Linked DNA regions of Neogale vison: region 2 is linked to region 1. Evidence: chromatin contacts called from public Hi-C data. All regions are on one chromosome and are shown on one strand. The core of a region is the stretch at or near the end of the contact, and the rest is flanking DNA. Distances in the headings are between cores, read along the strand shown.

The links. Hi-C and Micro-C count contacts between places; a contact is called where the count stands out from the background.
Region 2: a contact with region 1 is called in a Hi-C map of fibroblasts, with 6 times the contacts expected there. The contact joins the promoter of NCOA7 here to the promoter of HINT3 in region 1. A contact is called at or near these places in 2 of 3 Hi-C or Micro-C datasets (fibroblasts and muscle).

The regions. Positions count from the first base shown.
Region 1 is chr1:74,919,709-74,925,648 of ASM_NN_V1, reverse strand. HINT3 (histidine triad nucleotide-binding protein 3) reads left to right here and starts at 2,657. Exons shown (of 5, transcript XM_044249409.1): 1 at 2,657-2,966. The coding sequence starts at 2,766.
Region 2 is chr1:75,097,612-75,103,551 of ASM_NN_V1, reverse strand. NCOA7 (nuclear receptor coactivator 7) reads left to right here and starts at 3,619. Exons shown (of 16, transcript XM_044249430.1): 1 at 3,619-4,280. It overlaps TRNAE-CUC (a tRNA gene), which reads right to left and starts at 3,156; the gene lies at 3,085-3,156.

The DNA of each region.
Region 1 (5,940 bases), core at 1,408-3,907:
GCTTGATCCCACACCACTACTTCAGACAAGTTTTAAACAGTTTGTGTTGCTTCTCCCACTTCCATGATAGAATAACGTTGATAGACAACGATATCAAATTCAAAGTTGGTGAATGGGAAGCAAGTCTTTGAAAGTGCCAGACAAGTGAGGGACCAATCACAGGTGTCACTAGGAATGTAGTCAGGACAGGTACAACTTGTGCAAATGTGCACCAATATGTAGGTGAATGAATGGTCTCTAGAGTGTGTGCATGTGGTTACACATACTGATTGTGGGTTCTTACAGGAGTTAGCTCTTCACTGCTCCAGAATTCTTAGGCCTGCCTGTGACTTTATGTATGGTAATGTTTATCTACAATGTAAATTAGCATATTCTTATTTATAGTGTTCTTCTACAGTGTGTGATCTGAACAGTCCCATGCATGCAGCAGCCTAATTCCTAATGATTCTTTTATTCATCAGACAGCTGTTGAGGATCTACCTACATGCAAAGCGCTCTATGAGGCACTACAGTAGGTTCAAAGACACCCATTCTTTATCAAGGAATATGACTTCTAGTAAGAAATATATGCACATAAATAGTATAGAATACAAAGCATTAAGTTTTACAAGAGAAGTACTGAAAAACTACTCTGTGAATTCACAAGATAAAGTACTTATTTCAGTTTGGTTAATTAAAAAAAATGTCATGAAGTAGAGAGCAGTTGAGGAGTGGTTTGGAAGGTGGATTTGGATGTGCAGAGATAGAAACAAAGATATTTCAGAAGGAACAGCATGGATTAAAAAAGTGACATGGTGTCTGTAGTATAGTGCACGGAAATAGTGGATAGTTAGGAAGGCAAAGTAACGTACAGATTCTGAACCCTGCCTTGGATTCCCAACAAGGTATGAAGCTATTATAGTGGTCCCCCACACCACTGGCAAACTGAAAGACGAATGAAAAAAGTCTTGAACACCTATGTATAACTACTTTAAAAATACATAAATGCTGGGCGCCTGAGTGGCTCAGTGGGTTAAGGCCTCTGCCTTCAGCTCAGGTCATGATCCCAGGGTTCTGGGATCGAGCCCCACATGGAGCTCTCTGCTCAGCGGGGAGCCTGCTTCCTCCTCTCTCTCTCTGCCTGCCTCTCTGCCTACTTGTGATCTCTGTCAAATAAATAAATAAAATCTTTAAAAAATACATAAATGCTTTCAATTAATACAATAGAAATCATTCAAAAACAAGACTGAATTAACAATAAGACTTTGTTGTTAGGTATTTTCTAAGTCAACAAATAACAAGGATACTATAATGAGCTAGTTTAAGAAATTTTTCAGTGTTAAAAAAAGAGTTCTGGGACACCTGGGTGGCTCAGTTGGTTGGACGACTGCCTTGGGCTCGGGTCATGATCCTGGAGTCCCGGAATTGAGTCCCTCATCGGGCTCCCAGCTCCATGGGGAGTCTGCTTCTCTCTCTGACCTTCTCGCTCATGCTCTCACTGTCTCTCTCTCAATAAATAAAATCTCTTAAAAAATTAAAAAGAGTCTGTGTTTAAAAAGGCTGGTGGGTTCTGGAGTTAGACAAACCTTTTTCTTAGTTTGTTTCTTCATCTCTGTAATGAGGATTGTAAAACCAACCTTGTTTGGTTGAGAAAATACATGGCACACTTTAGGTGTTCAGCAAATACCAAGTATTATTAAAATGAAAAGCTGGGTCAAATCAGAGTCCACCTTCAATACCAAGTTAACTGAGACTTTCTCTTTTGGGCGCGACGGTTACGTACATTTTTTTTTTTGGTAAAGATTTTATTTATTTATTTATTTGACAGACAGAGATCACAAGTAGGCAGAGAGAGAGGAGGAAGCAGGCTCCCTGCAGAGCAGAGAGCCCGACATGGGGCTCGATCCCAGGATCCTGGGATCATGACCCAAGCCAAAGGCAGAGGCTTTAACCCACTGAGCCACCCAGGTGCCCCATACCTACGGGTTTTTGAGTGATGAGAGAGTCAAGGAGGGAAACCGGTTACTGTAGTGGTTGAGGCATGAAGCACGAGCAACGAATTCGTGGAATAGTACAGACTATAAACTTAACGACTCCGCATCTACCTGTGTTTAAGGAATGTGAGATAAAGGCCACTATTTTGAACTAGCTAATGCTTTCAACAACAAAGAAAAGAGATACGAAATTCAGTTTTGGGTATTTTGAACTTAGGGACCTAAAACTGTCGTGGCTGAAAATGTACACACGAAACATCAAACATAATCTATGTTGAAAAGAAATTGTGCTCATTCTCTATTAAAACCTATGAATTTTTTTAAAAAAACTTTTTTTTTTAACAACACAATACATTCCTGGGAGATACCAAATGCAGCTTGAAAAAAGACCGCCAGCACACCCACCAGCTTCCACTTGGCCGGGCACTAGGGCGTGCCGGTTACGTCACAGCGGCGGTGCACGCTCCTGCGTCTCGAAGGACGTGGTGCGTCATTACCAAGGAGACGCAGGGGGCGGAGCGACATCCGTAAACCCCCCGCCAGCTTCTCCCGTCGCGCCCAAGTGCGTACTCTTGCTTCCCCTTCCTGGCCTCGGGCTGTGAGGCGGGTCGCGTCGTCGCCCTTACTCTACAGTCCGACTAATCTGCGCATGCGCTCAAATCCCTGCCCTTCCCAGCGGCAGGCGGAGGGCGACACCTCCAGGTAAAAGTGAGGCATTGCAGGAGGCGGACTCAACCCAGGGCGAGCGGCGCGAGAGCAGTCAAGGTTCCTGTCCACCTTGAGGCGGCTAGGATGGCTGAGGAGTCGGTGCGCGGTAGAGTCGAATCCGAGGCTGGTTTTGAGGCAGTGAAGCCTGAAGATTCTAAGGTGTCTTCACCGAAGACTGCAGATGTTGTCGCAACGTCATCGAAGGCGGAGGACTACAGTAGCAAGTGCGTGTTCTGCCGGATCGCGGCGAAGCAGGAACCCGGCACCGAGCTCCTGTACTGCGAGGTGGGCTGCGTGCGGACCGGGCGTGGGACGGGGCAGGGACGCAGGCCTCGCGCCGTGGCGGACCGCGGTGGGGTCGTGTCAGGCCCCCGGGAGGGAGACCTCGCAGGTGTGGACCGGAGTGGGGCAGGCGGGGTGTCCTGGTGTTAATGACGGATTTGCTTCTCGCGAGTGGGGTCTGTCTCCAGCATTATTGTTGCTGTGCCGAGGGGGTGGGCAGCGGGGGGACAATGTAGCGATAAAGCCAGACACTTGGGCTTCTGTCTGCAGGTACGAGGTATTTGGCAGAAAATAGCATTTGTCGCTTGTTGTTACTGGAGGGAATCCTCCGCCCACCCCCGCATCCCCACCCCCTGCGCTTCTCGACACCGCTTTTCAATTCTGCACACTCTCATTCTGCGACTGAGGGGAAGAACTGGTAGAAAGGAGACGATGGTAATAGGGAAAAGCTTCGTTGAACTGACAGAAGTGAGGCAGGGGGCGGGGGTGGAGCTGAGGTCAAACTGTTTCTTAATAAGCCCCAGATTTCCACTGAAGGGTAAAGTTCGCACAGGCGTTGTCAGTTGGGACGTATGCACATTTTCGGAGCACTGAGATTTTGCGCAGGTACTTGAAAACAGGTATCTGGAAATCATTTTCATCTGCTGGTTCTACTTGCCTTTAAAGAAACAGCCTTTGGAGAGGATCAGATCCAAAGATTCTGTGTTTTTGGTTCTTGTTGATTTTAGTAATCATTAATTCATTTGTTAAAAGTGAATTGAATTTGTTCTAACCACCTAGTGTTGGAGACAGAGGTAAGAATTTATGGCTAGAGAGACGACTGAAGTGATAGACCTTGAAATCTGTGCTTGACCAGGGGAAGGAGTGAAGACAGGAAGCGGTTGATAGGGAGAGGGGTCAGTACATCAGTTGTCTGCAGAGCAGGCCTCTGCTGAACTGAGCCACAGTCAGGACTGCACCACATAAAAAATTATGCACACTCCAGTACCAATGTTGAGGAAAACTGGTAAATAATAGCTACTAATAATGTAAAAAGTTTTGTCTAAAAATAGTCATGGAGGGGTGCACCTGGGTGGCTCAGTCCTTAAGTGTTTGCCTTTTGCTCGGATCTTGATCCCAGCGTTCTGGGATTGAGTCTTGCCTTGGGCTTCTTGGTTAGCTGGGAGTCTCCTTCCTCCCTCCCCTTCCCCTGGGCTCATGATCGATCTTTCTTTCTCTCTCTCTTTCAAATAAATAAATTATCTTAGGAAAAGAGTAAATTAATTTTTAAAAATAAAAACGGTCACCCGTAGGGGTTGGGATGGTCCAGAATTCTGTCGTGGTTTTTCCAGGCCAAAGGTCAGGATTTTTTCTCTATGAAGAACATTCTCAGAGTGAACTATGTAAAAAGCCTGGAACATTTTTATAGGAGAAATTAGACACCTTAAATACTTTTAACTAATTTATACCCTACATAGGTGGCATAGGATTAATATATACAGTAGTCTGTATAATACAGAACATAAGCAAGATGCACATGTTTGTACAACGTGCCTCAAAAAGTTGCAGATCTTCTTCTTCTTCTTTTTTTTAAAAGATTTTATTTGTTTATTTGACAGGCAGAGATTACAAGTAGGCAGAGAGGCAGGCAGAGAGAGAGAGAGGAGGAAGCAGGCTCCCTGCCGAGCAGAGAACCCGATGCGGGGCCTGATCCCAGGACTCTGGGATCATGACCTGAGCCGAAGGCAGAGGCTTTAACCCACTGGAGCCAACCAGGTGCCCCAGTTGCAGATCTTAAAATTGAGTCTAAAATGATTTCATATATAAGAGCTCAAAGATTTATCTTTTCAAAAAGAGAATCTAATCTTTAATTTGTGTATTTTGCATTATATATATAGTCTATTCTTATATTCATTTATATATGTTTATTGTAAATATTTAGAAACTATTGGGTTTATATAAAGTAGGGTAGACTTAATTAAGTCCAGAGGAGAAAATGTGATTTGGAATAATTGGAGTTACCAGCGTCATGTGGGTTTAGTCTGGGAAATCTTTCTGGCAAAAGCTAGAGAAGACTCCTTACTCCATAAGCATCTGTATAGTGTATCTGTGCTGTACACTGCAGAGTTGAAACTAAGCTAATACTAGGCTATGCGTTCTCAGAGAGGGATAAAAGTTGGTTTTAGGGTGACAGTATCTTTTTGTCTGTGAGGCAAAAGTAAACATAGTGGACATAAACAGATAAAGAGTATGTCTGTGGCATTAAAATATCATGAGAGTGGAACCGGGAGTTCTTAAGAATGTCTTCCGAGCGGTGACGGTGAAAACATGGTTGAGAAATACCAGGCTCAATGTTTATTTTCACCTTGCTTGAGGCCACACAGAGGAAATACTAATTTAATTTTAATGTCCTCCCTCCTCTTTAACCAAATTTGCCCTCCACTTCAGATGGGGTGGTACTGAAATGTTCTTTCAAATGTTACTTACTTGCTTTAGATATCAGTGGGGTTATTTGCAGAAAGAAAAACTCGCTATTTAAAGCAGAAATGGATTTAATATAGGGAGTTATTTGCTAAAAAAGTCATTGCAAGGGTTGAAGGAAAAGCCTTCAAGAATGCCATCCAGGAGGTGCCTGGGTGGCTCAGGCTGTTAAGCATCTGCCTTCGCCTCAGGTCATGATCCCAGGGTCCTGGAATGAAGTACTAAACTGGGCTCCCTGCTCAGTGGGGAGCCTACTTCTCTCTCTTCCTCTCCCTCTGCCTGCCACTCCATCTGTTTGTGCTCACTCTCTTTGTCAAATAAATAAAAATATATTTTTAATTTAATTTTATTATTTTTTAGAGAGAGAGAGAGGGAGAGCACATGCACATGCATGTGGGACTTGATCCCAGGACCCTGGAATCATGATCTGAGCTGAAAGCAGTGCTCAACCACTGAACCACCCAGGTGTCCTTAAATAAAAATCTAAAAAATCAATGAATCAATCAATCAATAAACT
Region 2 (5,940 bases), core at 2,370-4,869, 180 kb before region 1:
AAAACATAACTTACATAAAACTATAGCATGTTATATAAATTACAATGTGTTATGTGATATAAATTATAAAAATTCATAGGATGTGACAAGCTGGTAAAAAAGCTAGTCATGTCAGTCGTAGTTTAAATTTAAATTGCTTTCCTTTTGTGTAACAAATGTAAAAGTATTATTTTTCTATAGCCTACCTATTAAAGGAAGAATATTTTAATTTAAAAGAATCATTTTAAGTCAATAAAATAATAATGATCAAATGGAGATGTGGCAAAGATGATTTTTAAATAAATAAAAATTGTACCGAAGGGGGGAAAAGAAAACACTTTCACAAATCAACATGCTTATCCATAAATGTAAGTACACTGCCTTTGCTGTTGAGCTTGTTTCTTAACTAAAAGTTTTCCACGGTGCCTGGGTGGTGCAGTTGAAAACATCTGACTCTTGGTTTCAGTTCAGATCATGATCTCAGGGATTTGGGATTGAGCCTAGCTTTCAGCTGCACCTAGTGTGGGGTCTGCTTGAAATTCTCTCTCTCCCTCCCCTTTTGCCCCTACCACTCCTGCTGTCTGTCTCTCTCTCAAAAATAATAAACAAACAAACAAACAAATGTTTTCCACATGTTTCTATGGAATCTGATAGCCCCCAAAACTACTAGAGTTGACTCTTACTAAATTTTTCGTGTATAGGATTCAATTATAACTTTAAAAGAGAACCTGAAATGTCATATACTTCTGTGTCACACTCCCTATCTGTATCCTATCTGTAAAGTGTGCTCTAAAGAAGATGCCAATGTGCCGCCAGAAAATTTGTTGTAGTGTGAGCAATCTTAAAGAAAATCAGATTTAGGATGGGTAAATCAGGTTGGAATCCTGGTTTCCCCACATACTTGTATGATTTCAAATAGGTTAAATAATGTTTCTGAGTGTGTGTTTCCCAAACTACAAAACAAGGCTAATTGTTGTATGAATTGATTTGATTATTGTAGATAAAGGGCTTAGTTCATTCAGTGCTCAGAATCTGAAAGAATTCATTAAGTTGTGTATTAAGATTGATTCAGTGTAATTCCTTTTCTGCTTCTTCCAGTGGAAATACAGAGCTGTGGTTCATTTTAAAAAATGGAATTATGAGGGCTGAACACTTGTTTTCAAGTGAAGTCTTTGCAATCAACTCCTTGATTTAATTGATAAAGTAATCCATTAATTCAGCACCAACCATATGTCAAGCACTGCACTAGATGCTGATGAAAGTCCTTCCCTTCCTTCCTTCCCACCCTGCTTCCTCTCAGCCATCTTAATATTCAATTATGCATCATTTGATGGTTTTGTGTTTAAAATGAAATAATTTCATATTTGATGATTTTGTGTTTAAAGTGAAATAACTTGACAAGTTCAGAAAAATGTTTTTGGTATGCAGCAAATAACCTTTGCTTTCATCTGTGCTGGTTAATTACTTTCTACTGCTTCATATTTAAGGAAACTCCTCATATGTGGAATATTTCTACAAAGAGTCCTTCAGCATTTCCCCCTTTTCCATAAGGATGGAACAGAGCACAATAGTCTGGCTCTATAAAGCAGCGACTTTGTGCTGTGTGTATGTAATGTGATATAGTACTGCTGTGTCTAAATGACAATATTATTTAGGAAAGGTGTACTCATTTGACTAACAATAGCAATTGTATTGGTGAAACACAATAAGGATGACACCAAGACTAAATAAAATAAAACTCCACTAAAAAATTAACCAACCAGGGAGGCTAGGTGGCTCAGTGGTCAAGCGTCTACCTTCGGCTCTGGTCATGATCCCAGGGTGGTCCCATTGAGCCCCACATGAAGCCCTGAATTGAGCCCCCCATCGATCCCCACATTGAGCCCCATATCAGGCTCCCTGCTCTACCAGAAGCCTGCTTCTCCCTCTCCCACTCCCTGTTCTTGTGTTCCTTCTCTCTCTTGGTATCTCTCTCTCTCTCTCTCTCTGTCAAATAAATAAATAAAATATTTTTTAAAATTAACCATGCGAGAAAAACACCTTTTATTTTTAAATATTTAAATATTTTTTAAATACCTATTAGTGGGTACACTGCAATTTCTAGACTCTCTTCTTTAGCTTCTTTAACCCTGACTTGTACTGACTCTTCTCCTTCAGGCATTCTTAGTTTGTCCTCCTCTAGTGGAAGTCAAGCCTACAAACCTTGCCTCTTTATGCGGCACTCAATCTCTTAGGAAGCATTTCTACTTTGGGGCCTTCAGTTCTCACTTTTCAAAGCAGGATCTCCTCCAAATCTATCATTATTAGTCAAAATTTTCACTCCACACATATAGGACAAATTCACTTGGATGACCTCTTCAAACCAAATCTTACTGTAACACGGCTTCCTGCTTTACCACGCTCCCAGTCAGCACCCTTTCCAAATTAGTGACCATATTCAAAACCTTAAACATGTTCTCCTTTGACTTTTTACACAACTGTGATGGGCAGTTTTATTTGCCCCTTTATGTGCTGGGTAAGGGTCAAATCTCCCCTCGCTCTACTTCCGTCCATTTTTGTTTTAATTATGTACAGAGGACCTGGTCAGCCCCGGGTTGGAGTGCTTGCTCTATCTTCAGTGCTTTGCTTCTCCTTCCACAACGTTCTTGCACTCTGGTTTCGTTAAGGAGACATGCACTGGAACAGGGAGTGCCCCCATTTCCCCACTCACCACTCTTCTCACTGTCCTTCTTCTTCACGCACCTTCCTCTCTATCCAGGCCTCCCCTTCAGGTCTCACAGGACCTCCACTTTTCACTTTGTTCCCTTCCAACCCTCCAGTCCCTATCTAGGTAAAGCGTCTCAGCAGGTGCTCCAGCTGGTGGAACCCTGTATTTACATTCTCTTCTGGGCCAACAACCCCGCGGACGCGTTGAGGAACAGGGATAGAACCTGCCGCTGTATCTGGGCGGAAATGAAGGCGTGTGTTAAATCTTAGATTAAGTAACATTTAAAACCAATTCAACTTTTATTATCGAACAAAATGAATATGATTTAAAAAAACAACTTTTATGATCGAAAAAAACAAAACTGCTAATAAGAATTCCTAGTACTCGCAAAAGGAGCTTTCCCTGACCGGGAATCGAACCCGGGCCGCGGCGGTGAGAGCGCCGAATCCTAACCACTAGACCACCAGGGAAGTTAGCACTAGCTCTTCTTGAAATGTATTTGCCACTTTAAAAAATCTCTACGTCAACCGGACCAGTAAGAAGAGAGCTTCTACGCTCTAAGCCCCACCCACTCCGTTCCCATTTTGGGTCAAGGCCTCCTAAACTAATGCAAATTTTGCGCGCTCCCAGCCCAGCACCCAGGTGGCTCCCGGGGGTGGGGGGAACTGGACCCTCCAAGTCCGACTGCCCTGCTAGAAAAGACTAATTACATACTTCATGCTAATTATGTAACATAAATATCTATACCAATACAAATGTTAGAGTACCGCGGGAAGCTTGTCACTTGCTTTATTTTTTTCACCATCCAGCTGCTCTTTCTAAGTTTCCCCTCTGTCTCTTGCTGACCTTCCCTCCCGCGCAGACGTTAAGTCCCACTAAACCTGGTGCTAAGTCTGAAGGTGGACTGTCGCCCGCGGAGAGCCTTTCGCGCAGGGGAGCTGGCTGTGACACGGCCCACCTTGGCCCGCGGCGCGGGCTCTGGGACTGCGGGGGACGAAGGGCCCAGCGGCCTCCCAGGACGCGATTATCTGGCTGTCGTGATGGTTACGTACTGAGTTAAGTACTGATGGTTACGTACTGAGTTAAGTACTGATGGTTACGTACTGAGTTAAGTACAGGCTAACGACGCTGGGTGCTGGGGGAGCCGTGCCTAGAGCGCTGCGGAGAGCATCTGCCCCCGGTCCGAGGAAACCCTTCGGACCCACAGCGTTTCCATCATCCCCGTATTTTTGAAGTGTTATTACCCGGGCAACTGCTTCACGGCTCAGGGTTCTGTGCGAGACACGGCCAGGAAGTGATGCAATTACCAGAGGAGTAAAACAAAACAACAACAACAACAACAACAAGAAACAACCAGCCTTACGGCCCAGCCTCAATTCAGAAACCCTCATGACACAGGAGCCGAAGGCAGCAGGATGTAACTCCACTTTGAAGTGCCAACCGTTCCAGTTGAACAAACGTAACCCAAGAGACCCAGCTCCGCGGCAAGATGGAAGGAGGCTTCAGGAAAGCTGATAGCAATTCACCATGAACTTGCTCACAACCTCTGGCCCCACGATGAGTTCCCACTGTCATCCACCGTCGTAGAATTTAGGTGAGCCTCTGTTTGAATATTGTTTCTTGTTTTCAGGCAACCCTGAGATGGTTTAGATTATTGATAAAATTTGTCTAAAATGTTTAATAATATGCAGGGGGTGGGGTGCTGGGTGGCTCAGTCCGTTAAGCATCTGTCCTCCGCTTGTCATGATGCCCTGGTCCTGGGATCAAATCCCACGTCAGGCTCCCTGGTCAGTGGGGAGCCTGCTTCTCCCTTTCCCTGCTGCTCCCCCCTGCTTGCACTTTCTCTCTCTCAGTCAAACAAATAAATAAATAAAATCTTTAATAATAATAATAATATGCAAGCAGGAAGAGTAAATGGAATTTTAAGGGCTGATAAAGATAGAAAAATCACAACAAATTTCTAAACTTATTGTATTTTAAATAGGACACACACTTTCCTCTATCAAGGAATTCTTAGGAAATCAGGTTCAGTAGGTGGAGCTCTTTCCTCTGAATTGCTAGTTATCAGCGCTTAGTAGAAAAGGATCTGGTTTTGAACACGAAGACAAAGTGAATATTATTTTTTTAGAAATTTAAGTTTTAATAGGCTTAGTCACAATATGCTCAAAAGGACAGAAAGGTGCAATAAACACCACCATCCCTCTCTTTTCCCCAGTCACTAATTTCTTCTTCCCAGAGGTAACCAGTGTTAAGTTTCTTCTGTATCCTAGAAACAGTCTATGCATACACAAACTAATCTCCCTCTTTTTTCCAGCTTTTTATCTTGAAAAATTCCAAACCCACAGCAAATTGCAAGTGTAGGACAATGAACACACATATTTCCTTCATCTGAAGCTGTGCTGTCCAATTTAGTAAGATCAGCCCATGTGACTATTGTGGATTGTAATGCAGCTAACGCAAACTTAAATGTTCTATAGGTGATGACTGCCTACTCGGTTTTTTTTTTTTTTTTTAAGATTTTTTATTTATTTGACAGACAGAGATCACAAGTAGGCAGAAAGGCAGGCAGAGAGAGAGGAAGGGAAGCAGGCTCCCTGCTGAGGAGAGAGCCAGATGCGGGGCTGGATTCCAGGACCCTGAGATCATGACCCGAGCCAAAGGCCGCGGCTTAATCCACTAAGCCACCCAGGCACCCTTGCCTACTGGTTTTTAAGCCTTAATATAGAAGGAAAGAAAAGTAAAATAGCTCAATAATGTTTACTTTGATTATGTTTTTAAATTAGAAATATATCGGGTTGGGGCACCTGGGTGGCTCGCTGGGTTGGGAGGGGGACTCTTGATTTCAGCTGAGTTCATGATCCCGATCCCGGGGTGATGAGATTGAGCCCCTTGTCCTGCCCCACACTTGGCGTTGAGTCAGCTTGGGATTCTCTCTCTCCCTCTCCCTCTTGCCTCTCACACCGCTCAGGTGGGTGCTCTCTCTCTGTCCCTCTCTACATAAAAAATTTTTTTAAAGAAATATATCAGGCTAAAATATCATAAAAATTTATTTCACTTTCTCTTCACTTTTTAAGGTATCTATTAGACTATTTAAAATTATATATGTGCCTTGTATTTTATTTCTATTTTCCAGTACTGATCTAGATTCACCAGTTGTTGTTTTTTTGCTGTATTTGCTTTCTCTTCATCTTTCTTCTGAAGCATTTGGGGTTAGTTGCAGACATCGTAATACTTTACTTTTAAATACTTTATCC